Linked DNA regions of Mus musculus: all the other regions are linked to region 3. Evidence: chromatin contacts called from public Hi-C data. All regions are on one chromosome and are shown on one strand. The core of a region is the stretch at or near the end of the contact, and the rest is flanking DNA. Distances in the headings are between cores, read along the strand shown. Region 1 has its middle 290 kb from the start of Kif16b. Region 2 overlaps Kif16b (kinesin family member 16B). Region 3 overlaps Macrod2 (mono-ADP ribosylhydrolase 2).

Evidence for each region. A called contact is a pair of places that touch in the nucleus more often than the background predicts.
Region 1: a contact with region 3 is called in a Hi-C map of cerebellum, with 1.7 times the contacts expected there. The contact joins two enhancer-like sites. A contact is called at or near these places in 2 of 484 Hi-C or Micro-C datasets (cerebellar granule neurons and cerebellum).
Region 2: a Hi-C map of cerebellum shows a contact between it and region 3, with 2.9 times the contacts expected there. The contact joins two enhancer-like sites. A contact is called at or near these places in 8 of 484 Hi-C or Micro-C datasets (the N1E-115 cell line, cardiomyocytes, cerebellar granule neurons and 5 more) and 1 of 115 datasets of contacts at active chromatin or transcription factors (astrocytes).

Annotation. Positions count from the first base shown.
Region 1 is chr2:142,609,730-142,612,720 of GRCm38.p6, forward strand. No RefSeq gene overlaps it. Among named protein-coding and RNA genes, the nearest start is that of Kif16b, 290 kb to the right of the region's middle. Within about 2 kb of position 1,617, at least 64 of the 459 cell types and tissues checked have an H3K27ac peak or open chromatin away from gene starts, as enhancers often do. A contact at or near this core is called in cerebellum, where this site is marked.
Region 2 is chr2:142,811,808-142,814,672 of GRCm38.p6, forward strand. The region is part of intron 12 of Kif16b (kinesin family member 16B); the gene reads right to left. Among named protein-coding and RNA genes, the nearest start is that of Kif16b, 88 kb to the right of the region's middle. Within about 2 kb of position 1,409, at least 12 of the 459 cell types and tissues checked have an H3K27ac peak or open chromatin away from gene starts, as enhancers often do. A contact at or near this core is called in cerebellum and cortical neurons, where this site is marked.
Region 3 is chr2:142,057,287-142,060,090 of GRCm38.p6, forward strand. All of the region lies in intron 8 of Macrod2 (mono-ADP ribosylhydrolase 2), which reads left to right. Among named protein-coding and RNA genes, the nearest start is that of Gm25583, 420 kb to the left of the region's middle. Within about 2 kb of position 1,360, at least 39 of the 459 cell types and tissues checked have an H3K27ac peak or open chromatin away from gene starts, as enhancers often do. A contact at or near this core is called in cerebellum and cortical neurons, where this site is marked.

The sequences.
Region 1 (2,991 bases), core at 367-2,866, 550 kb after region 3:
TGGAGTCAGCTAAGAGAATGAAAATGACCAGCTATTTCCCCAAGTCCAGGGTCAAGTCTAACCTTTAACCTCAGGATTTAACTTGGCTCTTACAGATTCTTTTCTCCCCTCCCATCCAGCCCCTGCACATTGGCCCCTGCTGACCCCAGCAGACCTGGGTCATCTCTCTGGTTCTCACTCCTGGTGCTTAGAACAACACAATGAGCCTCTTTCCCTTCCTGCCACTTTCCTAGTGAGTTGCAACAAGAGAATTGCAGCATCCCACCTCCTTCCTACTTACTTAAAAGAAACCCTTGTGCATCCCCTCTGTCTCTAAAAGCTATGAGATAAAAAAGACTTAAGGTACAGGATTGTGGGAGAGAGCAGGAAGAGGGTACGAGGCAGTGATCCATTTGCTATAATCCATTCACCTGGAGGGCAAGGGCCACAGAATCACTGCAAGTTTGGGATCAGCCTGATCTACAGAATGAATACCAGGCCATCCAAAGCTACATGGCAAAGAGAAACCCTGTCTCACAAAGTCAACAAGGTCAACAAACTATCACAGCAAAAAGGCTGCACCTCCCGTCCTCTCGTGTATGCTTCTGAGCCCTTAATGGTTTTTGAGAAATAGCTCTTTTTGGGTTCTGAGGCTCAAAACCGTCATTCTAGGACTCTTAAGGTCAGCGCCAGGGATGTCATGGCTGAGCATGCCTCTCATGAAGATAAGCAGAAAAGTAATTTCTCAAGTGAATAGCACTTCAAGTCACTTGAGCAGAAGAGAGGAAGCTGCCCACCTTAAATGGATAGTCCATGGGAATTAGCAGTGACTCGGTACAGAGTAATAGGGGTACTCAGTAGCCTCAAAAAGAACACAACAATGACTGAATTAATCAATAACATAGCAACACTGGCCTCCAAACTTCTGCCCATAAAGCTTACTCCCCTGACAGATGTTCTAGAAATCTCCTCATCTCATGTCCCTGGGGCGTATCTAAACTGTTGGTCTGCCCCACATGACTGAGGAATTGGAGCGTATCCTCCCTGATCCATTTTCTGAGTCATCAAGCAACTTTCTTGATGGAAGAATAGAAAAAAAAAAAATCCAACTATCATTTTGCTTCAGGAATGGGTGTCTTGATATTTTGGTTCCTTTTTCTTTTCCTTCCTCCCTTCCCCTTTAAATTGAAAAAAAAAAAGTGTGTGTGTGTGTGTGTGTGTGTGTGTGTGTGTGTGTAGAGCTATGTGCCTGGGGGCCTGAAGTCATATAGATTAAGACAACCCCCCCCACCCCACCCAGGCCATAGTATAGTGGCCCAGCAGTTAGATAGTAACTAGGGACACACAATGCTGGTTCATAGTGTCTGACTTCAGAACAGTTGACTGACAACTGGTGACAGTTAGGTCCTGGCTTCAGGTGAAGTGGAAACTCAGCGTGCCCGTTAGTAAAACTTCCTTCCAGATTTTAAGTCTACCCCTTTCTGTTCTGCTCTGGGCCTGTGGGGCTGGCACATGCAAACCTTAATTCTGTTCTGCCAGCTGCTCCCCGTGACGCTTTGCCAAGTCAGGGTACTAGAGGGAGGAGGCCTACATGGTACAGAGAAGAGAACCTGTTCCTCTTTCTTGTCTATTCCCAGCATACCAGCAAGTCTCAATGTCTACTTCCTTTTCCCGGGGACTTCCTGTTCCTCTCAGCATCACCTGTGCCCCACTTCTTCCCCCTGGTGGTGACAGCAGAACATGCAAGGGACAGCATCTAGACCCAGCATGCTGGTTTGCATTTATCAGCCGACTACATTTTGTCTTTACCCTTGGAGATGTAGCAGCACCTGGGGGGGGGGGGGGAAGGGGGGAAGGGGGGCGAGGAGGAGGCATCTGGACAGTAAATACCTTCTTCCAAATTAGAAGGGAGCACCGGTGGTGCTACATTCCCACTCGTTCCCTTGTTGCTAAAATTCTTTCCCAGAGAGAGATGTAAGCAACATGTAACCCTTTTCCTAAGGACCCAGTGTCATACCAAAGCACAATACAACCAACTTTATTCTAGGGAACCAATGAGTTTATTGGCTTTCATTACAGAGCCCAGGTAAGGGGTTCCTTATAGGGGTGTGGCCACTCCTTCCCCAATCTGGAAAGCCTTACCCAGCAGAAACAGCAAGGACGACTTTCTCCATAGCTGCATAGATGGACACACACACACACACACACACACACACACACACACACACTTCCCCAGCCCATTCAGGTTAATTTAGGTAATAAGCAGTTGGATATTCTGGGAGTGGGAAGGGGAGGATAATGAGAGTTGGAAATTGTCCACAGGCCTACCTGGGACGATCTCTTGGAAGGTGGGCAAAGCTAAATGCCCCAGGAAGGAAGCTGGGGGGGGGGTATGGAGGACAGGAGTTCACATGCCTCTCCTCTGTGGTGCTTGCATTTAGTACTGTGGGGCAGTCCCTCCACGATTCTAAGTCTGAATGTCCCAGCCTTTCCCCACACATTTCTCCAACTCTAGGGAAGGCAGCTGCTAATGGCAGTTTCCACCTCTGTGACACAGTTGTGGTCTCTACCTCCGTTCTTTTCAGCTAGCTATAAATCACTCAAATTTTCCTTTTATGAAAATAACTGGTGTAAGTTCTATATCCTGCCTCCCCAGGACTGACATAGTCAGGATTCTCCTCTAATCTAGACAGTAGCAGGGGGCCCCAGAGTTAACACAAGACTCAGGTTCCAATTAGCTCTTTCACTTGAGTGAGTCACAACCCCCTTCGAGCTGTTTAACCTTTAGTGAAACAGCAGAACACTGTACTTCAGAGATGGTGACTGGTGACTGCAGGCAGAGTACAGCCTACCGATGTGGTCGATGTAGTCTGTCCCCCACATGAGCTCTCACAGTACTGTCTGAGCCTCCTCTGCTGGAGCCCGTTTCTCAGTCACATCTGAACTCTATTAAGCCCATAACTGGAGCCTGGAGCTAGAACATATCTAAGGCTCTTTGTCATTAGCAGCCAG
Region 2 (2,865 bases), core at 159-2,658, 750 kb after region 3:
GAATAATATTCTGACCTCAGCTTGAACACCCATTCCCTATGTAATCCTGAGAAGTTGCAGCAGAAACCCTGTGTGCAGGCTCTACACTCCCAGTGTCTCATGACAAGGTTGGATAAGATCAGCCCTAAGACTTCATCTACTTCGAATACTCTGTCATTAATTCAATGTGAAATGAGAGAAATGAGTAAGAAATTTCAATGCACTACTTAGACACTTCAAAAGAAATACTGATGGTTCAGATAATGAAACTAAACGAGAAAAGCGTCTTCAGAATATATGAGCAGAATTTAAATTAGCTCACTATTTTCTTTCAAGCAGTAATGAAGAAAAGGAAGTATTAACTAGGAAATTAAGGTCTGCTGTTCACACCCTTTCTATAGCTGGGCTCTTCTGTACCCCAACTGCTAAACTACACTCCCTCAGTTTCCCCAGCAGCCTCAGCTCCTAGGAGAACAGATGCTTTGAGCTCAAGCCCTGAGAAACCCTTTTCTACCCTGCTCAGGGCTCCAACCGACAAAGCGGCTTTACCACTATCCCTCCATTCTCACAGCAACCTAATGAGATGCTATGGGCCCCATTTCACAGATCTTGAAACTGAACGACATAGAGTCTACGTAAGTCACCCATGTCACACAGCCACCATCTAGCTGAGCGAGGTGACCTTCAGCATTATTTTCTGCCACCTTGCAGTGTACCTGTGCCTGCTGGCAGTGCCTTCTGCCTGCTGCCATGTAAATGACGAGAGAGTTAGGGAAAAAATCTTAACCTGAGCATTCTTCTAGAAGACTCTTGGCTCTCAATATATGAAGCCAAAAAGAGAGCTCTCTCTCTCTCTTTGAGCACATTCACTAATTCGGACAGCCTTAAACAAACAAGGAAGGTTACAGAACAAGGACACAAGGCAAGGGAAGTTTTAATTCTCTTAAGAACTCCTTAGAGCCAAAGATGAAGAAAGAATGGTGTAAACAGTCATTGCAAAAATGATTCTTATGAAGAGAAGCACATAAATAAAAAGGGAAGGGCATGAGGGAGGGAGGGAGCAAAGGAGGGAAGGATGAAAAGGAGGGAAGGAAGCAGGCCAGCTTTCTAAAAAGAGCCAATCAGAATGACCACCTATGACACACATTAAGAGCCACCACTTAAATGTAAAGCAACTTCAGACAAAGTATTTCAGAAGGATGTGAATGGAAACTCCAGAATATGAAGATGCGTTCCCATCTCTGTATCAGGTGTCAATGTGGCTTCAAGAAGGCACCAGCTAAATAACCCCTAATGCTAGAATCTCCACAATCTGTCTCCACAGACTCTATCTAGAAATCACTGGTGGCCTCTTCAATCCCCTTTAGCAGTACATCCTGTCCTTGCAGACAGCTTCACTGCCAAAGATCCTAGTTAAGAGCTATGGGATTTGTTTTCCCTAACTGCAGTGCCATCTAGTGGTAAAAACCAAACCACTCCCAACAGCACATCTACTCCAACTATTCTCAAGATAATGAATACTGTAAAACAAGAATGTGGGTTGCTCTTAAAACACAATGGCTTTGCCCATAGTTGGGACTGCCACTTGTTAACTCGACAAGCCTCCCTATACAATATGCAAAATATGATAAGATTAGCTTCCCGAGAAAAGACACATTTGGTTGTTGCTGCTTTTGCTCTGATATTGTTTACTTTAAAAAAATGTATTTTACTTACTAACAGCAGACTGTTACTTTGTGATTCTGAAGACATTCAGAGAATTCTTGTTAAATCTAACAAAAAAAAATTACTCTGGCTTAATATAATAAAAAATACAAGTCATTTGTTCTAAATCAACTTTCAAAAACTCTGAAGAATAATTTAAATGCAAGTGAAACTCATTATATAATAGCTACTAGTTTCAGTATATCTTGTCTAGTCTACATGTTAAAATTATGCTCTGAAACATGTGAGTTGGCCATGTTCTCTTTGTTTTTATAAACAAGATCTCTGTGACTACCTTCAGCACCTCAACTTTGGAGTTATTCAAACCACAGACAGCATTATCACAGCCTGAAGAAGACAGGAGGAAGACCAACACTCCCTAACAAGCAGGTCTGAACTGAAATCAGGTTAGAGCGTGAAAAGCTTTCTTTGAAAGTGTATAAGGCTCCTGACCTGGTGCTGAAGCACATTGAGTGTACCTCTGATCCTGCGCCGTATGAATAAGGATGCACTATCTAAGTAACAATAATAAATAATGATGATAAAGTAGTGTAAATCATTTCATCAAGAGGATGCAATTGATGGATAAGGATATTAAAGAACATTCTGGATAAGTGAGCTGTGGTTGACAGAGTAGGCGAGACCTTTGCCTGGATTGTAGGAGATGCATGTCTAAAATGAGGAAGAATTCTAAGTAATTAAAACAGACCTGGAGTTTCCTACTACAGTCATGGTCATTACTCTCCCATTTAACAAAAATAACCTCTGCCTGGCTAAAAGTAACAGCCATGGCTTGGAGGCAATGGCTTACAAAACAAAAGTAGGGAAAGGGATAGGCCAAAAAATTGAGCAGTCTAACTCAACAGGGCGAGAGAATGGAATGAAGCAAAGGGAAGACCCAAAGACCCACATCTGGAACACTGCCCAGTATGCCCAGGCAGTCCTTAAAGGCCATGTGACCATGTGAAATGAGCTGGTGGCTGGATGAGTGGCGTTCTCTGGGACAATAGAATAGTTTACAGGGTAAAGCAAACATGAGAAAGGCACAGGACCCTTCAGTGATCAGTGACTGGGGAGATTAAATATTAGGACAGCTCACTTGATAAGGTCTGAGGGAATCATTTAAGAAACATGATAATTAAAACTGGAATGGAGAGGTTTTTACATGCCATGAAGAAATTC
Region 3 (2,804 bases), core at 110-2,609:
AACCAATGTCATAAACTATACAAAAGAAACAACCGCCTCCAGTTTCCCGAGATAGATAGTTATCTTTTTAAGGAAGCAAATAATTATTTAGTGTTAACCTTCAAGGTTGTTAATATTTCATTAAAGTTATCAGCATTCATCTCCAAGAATATGCTATAGGGACTTCCTCAAAAATATTTCAGAATAACTCATTCATATAATTCTGTTCTTTAAAGGATCATTTTATTTGGTTTACCATTCCAAAGATATGGATACTAAAAGTTTGCCCCTATGGACACCCACTAATTCCTTAATGGGTACTTCCTCTAAAAACTTAATATATTCAAGCACCAAAGAGAAGAATACTTGTGACTTTAAATATTACTAATGGGAGAGAAGTAAAAATAATTGTCATTTAATTATAGAAATGTGTACTTTGATGCACAAATGCATGATAGAGGATAATGACTACAGACTTGGAAAATATTCTTTGGCTGCTGGGGACATTAGACAATAATTTACATGTTTAATTGAGTTTCTGTGAAAGGCTCATTGTGCAATTACATGTTCACTTAGGTGCTCAAATAGATACTGAGTACCGGTGTTTCACTTGTACCTATTTGCCCAAATTGCAGCTGAAGAAAAAAATGGGTCCGTTTATTCATGTGTGGGACTCCACATGTGCTTGCATTTTTACCTTGTGCTACAAATGCCTCCCGCCTTAAGGTTGATGGCTTCGCCTTGCTCCGAGCACTATTGCAGTGCAGACTATTTATGGAACAATATTGCCCTCTGGCAGTGAGGCAGCCAGTGGTTTTAATAACTGTTTTATGTCATTTTGACAGCTTCTAAACTAGTCACACCCAGCAGTTTAAGCCAGAAGGGAGACATCAAGGAAAGCCTGCAGGAGTTTTATATTACAAACCTTGTATGCACGTTTATATTAGGAAAGTGCCACATCTCTTGCTGTAAAGGAAAGCTGCCTCCCCCAAGAGGGAGACTGAAGGGGTTTTTTTGCCTCGGTAAAGCTTCAGAAATGTGCAAATAATAATGCAAGTGTTGTGCTCACCGAACAAGCAGGGAACAGATCCCTGTCCCTCCGAGAAAGCCCTGTGATCCACAAAGATCCCCGTAAGCTGATCAAACCCGGCTTCCTGGAACTTACACTCAGACACTCGTGGAATCAAAAAGGACTGTGGGGTCGTTATCTGGCTGGTCCTTTGGATTGAGTTATCTTGAGGAGTGTCACGGCTTTGCAAAATGATCCAGAGCTGTTCAATGAAGCTAGAGAAATGAAGGACTTGGCCACAGGCCCCCCATTCTTGGAGGGCTTTCTCGGCTGCCACTCAATCATTCAGGCAAAGAGGTTGCCAAAGGAGAGCCAGGTGGGCTTTGCCAGCTGGGACTGGCTTTGGAGGGGGGGTGGGGATTCTGCTATGTTTAGTAGAGCAGCTTCCTGAACAGCTGAGACAGGCATAGCTCAGTAAGCACCCATCTTTCCAGCCCAGTGCTTGCTGCTAAAGCTTTTTCCGGATTGGCAAAAGCAGCCCACTTTGTGTAAACCACTGTAGTGGTAAAACCAGGCCTTGCTCAAGTGACAACAAGCATCTTCTCACCCTGCAGTGGGACCAATCATCCTCACAGGAGAGTGCAGGGAGAGGGGGGTAGGAAGGCTTCTGGGCTGGAAGGGATGAAAACACAAATAGGCATGAAAGGAGCCTATAATCTCAGCCCTCAGGAAGGAATAAAAAGGGGATCTGAGTATGACCAGGCTAGCTCTTAGCCAAAATGGAGAAACTCGAGATTCAGTTAGAGAGCATACTTGTAAATAAGGAAGGCATCTGTGTTAACTTTGCCACCCCCCCCCCCATACAGGCATACACAGGTGCATACACCTGTGCGTACATATACGTACCACAAATGCATGCACACACAAACAAGGATAGCAAGAACATTACTGGAAAAAAATGAAAGGGAAATAACTGCTAAATATAGAAAGATGAATCTAAATGGATCCTAAAAAGAAATTATACTGAAATAATCAAACATCTATAACAACTAAATTTATTACTTGTAATTATTAGGTAAAAATTGAACTTTTATGACATGCTCTTTCCGAAATAAGTCAAATTGTTACTCAGAAACATCATCAATGCAAAAAAGGGAAGAGTTTATCTCGGTAGATAATTAAGGTAATTATTTTATTTGCATAAGAAATAAACACAAATAGCTCCAATTAGCTGATCAGTTGAGGGGAGAAAGGCAAGGAGGCCTATTTTAGCCAACCCAGGAATATGCATCATAAAAATAGATCCACACTTTCTTTTCTTACAAGCCATGAGAGCCTCAACCATGACACTAAACAAAAAATGAAAGAAATATGGAGACAAGTTTAGAGCAAGAGAGTATTGGGTGCCTGTTTCAAAGATGATCCAACTAAAGCTGGAGTGCCACCACAGAGAGCCTGTCCCAGTCATATGCAATCACTCCACAGTCGGTCTTCCCAAACAATTTAGTTTCCAATTGTTTCCAAAGAAATAGCACTTAGAAGAGAAGTACCTCATGTTCTCTTCTGTCCTTGTTAGGGTTTCCTGCTATGAATAGACACCATGACCAAGGCAACGCTTATAAAGACAACATTTAATTGGGGCTGTTTATACAGGTTCAGAAGTTCAATCCTGCTATGAATAGACACTATGACCAAGGCAACGCTTATAAAGACAACATTTAATTGGGGCTGTTTATACAGGTTCAGAAGTTCAGTCAATTGTCATCAAGACAGGAGCATGACAGTGTCCAGGCAGGCATGGTGCAGGAGGAGCTGA